2 separate regions of the Mus musculus genome follow, and region 1 is linked to region 2. Evidence: chromatin contacts called from public Micro-C data. All regions are on one chromosome and are shown on one strand. The core of a region is the stretch at or near the end of the contact, and the rest is flanking DNA. Distances in the headings are between cores, read along the strand shown.

Region 1 (3,681 bases), core at 396-2,895, 45 kb before region 2:
GTCCCGGCAGGTTGGGCGGTCCGGGCACAGCTCCGTTGAGAGCCGTGTTCTTGTTACGAGAGGCTCGGATCATGGAGAAGTGCTCTGCGGCAGAGATGATCTCCCTCCGAGCCATAGCCACATCCTCCTTCCTGCCCGTCACAACAAAGACAGGCTCCTCCCCGCGAACTGGGGTCTTGATGTAAGTGTTGGTCTTCGCCCTCAAAGCTTTGATTTTACAACCTGGAAGCCAGGGTTCAAGGGAGGGAGTAGGAGAAATAGAGAAAGAGACACGCCCATTATCCCAGGATAACCGCGGAGACCCGGGACAGCCCGCGCCCAAGGCAGCTGGGCAGCAGAACACGCGACCAGAGAAAGGGGGCGTCTCCCTCGCTGACCCCGAACCGCGCTAGGAGCTGGACCGCCGGTTCTGTCCTCGAAACGCTCGAGGAATAAATAGCCCATTGGCTGCCTGGCCCTCCCCCGGTAACTGCAGTCGTCCCAAGCAAAGCGCAGAACCCCAGAAAAGTCATCTAGGGGGATGCTGCTGGTATCCAACTGAGCACACTGATTGCCTTGAAGACCAGGGGCTCCCGGGAAGCCGCGATCCCTAGACTCTGGAGGACTAGGGGTGGGGTTAAGAGAATGGCAGTCCTGGGACCCATTGTTCCTTCCCTGGACTCTATTCCATTCCGCTTTGCAGAAATCCCGAATCCTCATCCCTTCGGACGACCCCCCCCCATACTGCCCCCTCCCAAAGGACCACCAGAGGTCCCCTCCCCCAGTATATTATATTTTAAACATCTTTCCTAGAGTGGACTAAGTCTGGAGCACTAGAGGAAAAGGCAGTGATTTTAGCAGGAGAAAGTGCATCCCGCCGCGGCACTGGCGCCGCTGTGGAAGACAGCCTGCCTGCACTTTCTTTGTCTAGTGCGCCGGCCCATCGCGCGGCTCTTCCTCCCTCCCCAAGGCTCCCCCGCGCCACAGCTCCCGTTCCTGCACCCGCCCTCACAGTGAGGCGGTGGCGGAGATCCTACACACCCCTCCGGTCCCCATCCCTGCCGGACCCACCTTGCCTCCCTACGATCTCCGCGACGTGTTCGGAACTGGGTACCGGCACGCACTCGGTCATGTTCACGCTCTTCTTGCGCGGTTCGCTGTCGTACAAAGAGGCGCCCTCATCACTGTCCAGTCCCAACAGGGAGAGCTGATCGAGCGCAAGCTGCAGGGCTCTTTGGTCATCCAGAGTCTCTCCCCCGCCGCTGCCACCGCCGCCTCCCCCGCCGCCGCCTCCCCCGCCGCCGCCGCTGCCGTTGCGCTCCAGGTCTGCAAACAGCGAGCTGGGCATCGCTCCGCCGTGCGCGCCGCGCCCCAGCCGGCTCTCTGCTCGGCAGCTAGAAGGTGCAGCCACAAAGGCAGCCGGGAAGCCGGCAGTCAGGGGCGGGGAGGCCGGTCGGCTGCGGAGGGCTCCGTGGCTCGTTTTTCGGCGCTCGGAGGAGTGGGTCTCTGCGTGCAATCCGCACCGGGCAGTGGCTGCAAGAGCCCCCGCCTGGGTCCCCACCCCAGATCTGCTGGCGGTTGGGGTGGGGGCAGAGCTCGAGCGGCGGCCGCGCGTGCCCCCCGAGTGCCCGGCTGGCTGGCCACAATGCCGAGCGCAAAGCGAACAGGCGAGCGACAGCAGCGTTTCTTTAAGGAGCCCCTCCCCGGCTCCTCCACTCCCTCCCTCCCTCCCTCCCGCCCGCCCTCACTCAGCGCTTTTTCCTCCTCTCCTACCCGCCTCTTGACTGAGCCTCTGCAGCCAGACGGCTCCGGAGGGGGACGAGGGAGGCGCAACGTCACCGGCGGGAGCTGACACTACAATGCTACTGACACTATCGCTGGGGGAGGCGATTGGCGCGCGCCAGGCCGGGGGCGGGCGGAGGCCGGGGCTGAGAGAGCGGAGCCAGCGCCACCCCCATCGAGCTCGCCGCAGCCCGCCCCGGCCTCCTCCCGGCCGCGCCCCTCCCCCGCCGCCGCCGCGAACGCCTCTCTTTGTTGTCTAATGCGGGACCGGCTGGCTCGGGACATTTATATGTACCTATCAGCCGAGGACAACCACTGTCCTCAAGTCTCTTTCCTCTCCAGGTTGAGAAGAAAAGGCGCCCAACTGTGATGCCAGCCGCCAAGCTCCAAAGAGCGGTCCTTCTAAAGTCCCGTTACTGCCCCCAAATAAAGCATCCCTGGAGCCGACGCGACCACTAGGTGGACGGTATACTGTACAAGGTATCTGTACCACAGGGCGGCCCAACCCTGGGACGCGGAACCAAAGGCTCGAGATCCTGGGCCCCATTGGTATTGTGACTGCTGGGCGCGAGCTGCCCACCTGCGCGGGAGCGCACGCCACACAAAAGACACGCCCGCCCACACTGCCACTCGCGCGCGCGCTCACATTTCCGTCCCCTTGGGTAGCACTTTGCCCAAGTGGCCCTGAAAGAACGAATGCCAAAACCAGAAACCGGTTGCAGAAAGGGCCCGACCCGCACCGCTGCAGGTGACCTCTAGGGTCCCGCACATGCCTGGCGCGCGGACTGAGACCCCGCGGGCTCCCACACGCGCACGAGCGCCGCGCGCCCACTGCCGGGACGCCAGCCCTACACTGCCCGGGAACAGTGAGGGCGTGCGCGCCCGCCGCTCCCAGGCCCGCCCCTCCCTGCGGTCAGGCATGCGCAGTGCCTGAGAGGAGCCCAGAGCGCGCCGGCCCCGCCCTCCGCCCAGCCCGGCCCCGCCGGGAGGTGTGTGGTCGGGCCTGGCGCTCTTTGTGCGCTTCTCGGGTTGGGGGAGGCGGCGGAGGAAGGGTGCGACAGGACTAGCGGGCGGCCAAGGCGAACTGCGCCCCCTCCTGGCTTCTCCACCGATAGCCTCCGAGCGCAAGCGAAAAGAAAGGAGGTTTTGAGGGGCGGGCCGGGGCGGGGTTCGGGCCTCGGCGCATCTCCCTCCTGCGAGAGGAGGACGCCCCTTCCCTGCTCAAAGCGCATCCGCTTCTCCGTCCTTTGTTCCCGGAGCCCGCCTGTTTATCCGCGCCCCTGCGCCCTGCAGGCTAGTAGTCCAGGCTTTCCCTAATCCTGTTAAGGTCTGCCGGGAGAGACGCCTCCTGGTGATTCCGAGGCGACTTGTGTACACCGCAGACTGGTTTACTGGAGAACCCCTTCCCCGCTGGGGGCGACCCTGGGGACCTGGGGCAGATCTGAGGGACCCAGAAAAAAGGGATCACCCCGCACCTCGGCTTTTATCCACAATACCTCCCCTGCCCAATGCCTGGGTGGTTAAAAGTGACAATGGTTGGCAGTGCACTTGGGAGCGGACTGTTCTGCCAGCGCCTGCACTTCCAAGCGTGCGAAGGTGATCCCAAGCTCCAAACTCACCTGGAGCTGTCTCGGGGCAGAGGTGCTGATTATTTCCCTAGGGAAATGAGGCTGAGGTGCGGCTTTACTGTGGCTATTTCCTCAGGATGTTTACGTCAGCTTCCCCAAGCTGGCTGTGTTTTTCTTCAAAGAATCAGTTCTATAAGGGGCGGGAGTGGACGGGGTGGGGGTGGGGGTAAGAAAATGGTGGTGCAGAGAGAGTTCGCTGACCAGTAGAGAATTCCTGCTTATGAACTCGGAGTCAAATTGGTTTGTGAATGAGGAAGGAGTGCACTTGAGGACCCTAAACTAGGTACTGGAG
Region 2 (3,484 bases), core at 117-2,616:
TGAGATAGTTTCTATATGGCCTTTTCTTCAGTCTCTGCTCTACACTTTATCTCCATATTTGCTCCTGTGTGTATTCTGTTCCCCTTCTAAGAAGGATTGAAGCACCCACACTTTGGTCTTCCTTCTTCTTGAGCTTCATGTGATCTGTGAATTGTATCTTGGGTATTTGGAGCTGTTGGGCTAATGTCCACTTATCAGTGAGTGTATACCATGTGTGTTCTTTTGCAATTGGGTTACCTTACTCCGGATATTTTCTAGTTCCATCCATTTGCCTAAGAATTTCATGAATTCATCATTTTTAATAGCTAAGTAGTACTCCATTGTATAAATGTACCACATTTTCTGTATCCATTCCTCTATTGAGGGACATCTGGGTTCTTTTCAGCTTCTGCCTATTATAAATAAGGCTGCTATGAACATTGTAGAGCATGTGTCCTTGTTACATGTTGGAGCATCTTCTGGGTATAGTCCCAGGAGTGGTATTGCTGGGTCCTCAGGTAGTACTATGCCCAATTTTCTGAGGAAGCCACCAGAGTGGTTGTACCAGCTTGCAATCCTACCAGCAATGGAGGAGTGTTCCTCTTCCTCCACATCCTCGCCAGCATCTGCTGTTGCCTGAGTTTTTGATCTTAAACATTCTCACTGGTGTGAGGTGGAATCTCAAGGTCATTTTGATTTGCATTTCCCTGATGACTAGGGATGTTGACTATTTCTTTAGGTGCTTCTCAGCCACTTGAGTTTCCTCAGTTGAGAATTCTCTGTTTAGCTCTGTTCGCATTGTTTGTTTTTAACCATGCCAGTTTGAACAATTCATAGGGTGACCCTCTGACTCAGTTTCCACACCTATGAACCTATATAGGATCATGACATCAGCATGCTTGAGCTATAGGATGCTTGAAACTGCTGCCTCTTCCTTCTGTCCATTCCCCGCCTTTCTTGAAGGTTGCTCATCATACACTCCTTTTTCTCTCCATGTCTGTGTTATTTAAGCATCCAAATAAACTTCAAGTGTCTAATCAGAAAAGGAGTGAAAGAGACAGAGACAACAGGCCGGGTCAGAAAACCCTATACTGTGACAAGGAAACAACTAGCTCCTTGCTCTCCTTGTCTGCAGGGCTGGAGAGATAGAAAGGACTGAAATGGTGCCAGTCACCTGGAGTTCGGACAGAGTCAGACACACCTGGCACCGATCCCCAGGGAGCCCTAGAGGGATGACACCCTAAAGGACTAAACCAAGTAGAAGAAAAGGTGCAACAAGAGTGAAGACTTGTCCCCCTCCATGGCAACACCCCCCCCCCCACCCCCAGGTTCTGTCCTCATGGCTGCATTTCTCAACTTCAAGCCAGGCTGGTGGCACTCTGTGCTGCTCTGGCCCTTCCTTCCCCTTTTCCATCTCTCTCCCACCACAGGCTCTGTAAGAGGGGAGGGATTCTCAGGGTCTTGGCAGCTCATCTGCTCTCTTTCTCTTCTTGCTCTGGTCAATTCTTATGACATCATCCAGGCTCTCCGGCTCTCACACCACTCCCAGATTCCTCACTCCAGCTGTGACATTTTTCTTGTGTGACACACACAGAGCATCCCTAGAGAAACTCAGGAGCAAATGTAGGGAGATAGGGAGCCACAAAAGGAGAGGGAGGTGTGTGTGTGTATGTGTGTGTGTCTCTGTGTGTGTGCGTGTTTATGGAATGTGTGTTGTATGTGTGTGTGGTATGTATGTGTGAGTGTGTATGGTGTACATGTGTGTGTGTGTTTATAGTGTATGTGTGGTGTGCACATGTGTGTGTATTTATGGAGTGTGTATGGTGTTTGTGCGTAATGTGTGTGGTGTGCATGTGTTTGTGTGTGGGTGTTAGTGTGTGTGGTGTGCACATATGTGTGTATTTATGGAGCATGTGTGGTGTGTATGTGTGTGTTAATGGAGTGTGTAATGTGGTGTGTGTGTGTGTGTGCATGTGATGTGTGTGTGTGTGTGTGTGTGAGTGAGTGTATGTGGTGTGTGTCTCTGTATGTGTGGTATGTCTCTGTGTGTATGTCTCCGTGTCCCTGTCACTTCTCTGTGCCTCTGTGTATCTATGCCTATGTGCCTGTGCATGCATATGTAGCTTTCACATGTTAAAACAAAAGAAAACAAAAATGAAGAACAATGTCTTGGAGGGAAAATTTGCAGTGGATAAGGAAGACCAAGAAGTGATGTCTTACACATACAGCCCTCATAAAAGCAGTCCTGAAAAGCACTAAGGCACTGGGAATTAATTAAGAGGCAAGTGATGGTCCGAAAACTCACCACAGTGAGTGAAAACACAATTAGTACACAACACAGCCAAACGTTCAGCTCATTGGGAACGAATAGCAACTAAAGCTCAGGGAGAGGAGTACAACCAGAGGTAAAGTAAGGTCTCTGTTAAGGAGAGGCTGCTGTGTGGAGGAGAGCTGGGGGTGGGGAAGGGGCTGTCCTGGTGTTCCAGCACTGTCTGTGAGATTAGATTCCTGCACCCTTAGCCTAGCAAAGCTACCTGCGCTTTGCCACCACCTTGTGCTGGGCCCTTTCCACTGGAGATCTTGGAAGGGATGTGTACTGATGTGAGATAAATAATCAAGACCTTCCCACCTGCCAGTCCTGCTTTCTGGGAAGCTCACCTTAGCCCTGGGGGCCACTTATATGCAATGAAGAAGAAGCACTTAGAGGCCTCTAAACGGCCTCTGCAATCCAGGACATTCTACATTGATCATTAGTCCAATGGTAAAAAGCTGAAAAGACCTCCCCGTACCCTCCATCTGTGAGCTTCCACGTTTCATTTATCAGATTCCATGGGTCTTTCAGAAAACATCCATCTTTCTCCTAAAATGTTTTTCCTTTCAGTAACGTATTTATAATAATATTAAAACATAAGTCTATGCTAAATATCTGTGAGATTCAGCATTGACCCTACAGGTCCCAGCAAGGAGGCTCATGAACATAACTTTACCATTATAAATACGTTGAGAAATCATTCCTAACTCTTCACTGCTGGGCTACGGGAAAGTAAGTACTCAGCTCAGCAGGAAGGGCCAAGGTGAGCTAAGGCTAGCTCACAAACTGATCGGATGCCTAGGAGCAGACACACCCTTCCTTTACCATTCAGCCCCAGGTCTGTGACAGCTCTGTCTCCTTACCACACTTCCCAGAGAGCAGGCCAGGTATCTGTCTTTCCCCTTTGGTTTCTGTCCTTTTGGAAACCTGGCTTCTGCTCTGGTCTGAGAGGTTGTCTCCTAACATCGTATGCACATGCAGGAGCAATCAGGACTCCCAACTGCTCTATTTGTGAACTGCAGGCTGTGTTAGTGTGGCCATGTGACACAGGGGCCCCAAGTCTGTAGTGGATATGACAACCAGGAGCAACTGCACACACTTCCTTCCTGCACCCCAAATATGTGCTTCTTCCTTTATGTCGCACTGCAGATCTTTGTTGAAAAACAAAAAGAAGACAGCACGGGTCAGCAGGCC

Evidence for each region. Hi-C and Micro-C count contacts between places; a contact is called where the count stands out from the background.
Region 1: a contact with region 2 is called in a Micro-C map of trophoblast stem cells, with 2.1 times the contacts expected there. The contact joins the promoter of Mex3b here to the enhancer-like site in region 2. A contact is called at or near these places in 2 of 39 promoter capture datasets (the C10 cell line and pre-B cells), 1 of 15 datasets of contacts at CTCF or cohesin (the NIH/3T3 cell line), 11 of 484 Hi-C or Micro-C datasets (the C10 cell line, the C2C12 cell line, bone marrow-derived macrophages and 6 more) and 7 of 115 datasets of contacts at active chromatin or transcription factors (the 3134 cell line, the SCID.adh cell line, embryonic stem cells and 2 more).

Annotation. Positions count from the first base shown.
Region 1 is chr7:82,865,297-82,868,977 of GRCm38.p6, reverse strand. It overlaps Mex3b (mex3 RNA binding family member B), which reads right to left and starts at 1,645. Exons shown (of 2, transcript NM_175366.3): 1 at 1,051-1,645; 2 at 1-222. The coding sequence starts at 1,327. Gm36584 (a long non-coding RNA gene) reads left to right here and starts at 1,682. Exons shown (of 5, transcript XR_003946820.1): 1 at 1,682-3,436.
Region 2 is chr7:82,820,708-82,824,191 of GRCm38.p6, reverse strand. Gm29796 (a long non-coding RNA gene) reads right to left here. Exons shown (of 3, transcript XR_378297.3): 3 at 772-1,012. Among named protein-coding and RNA genes, the nearest start is that of Gm29796, 12 kb to the right of the region's middle. Within about 2 kb of position 1,366, at least 29 of the 459 cell types and tissues checked have an H3K27ac peak or open chromatin away from gene starts, as enhancers often do. A contact at or near this core is called in the C2C12 cell line and trophoblast stem cells, where this site is marked.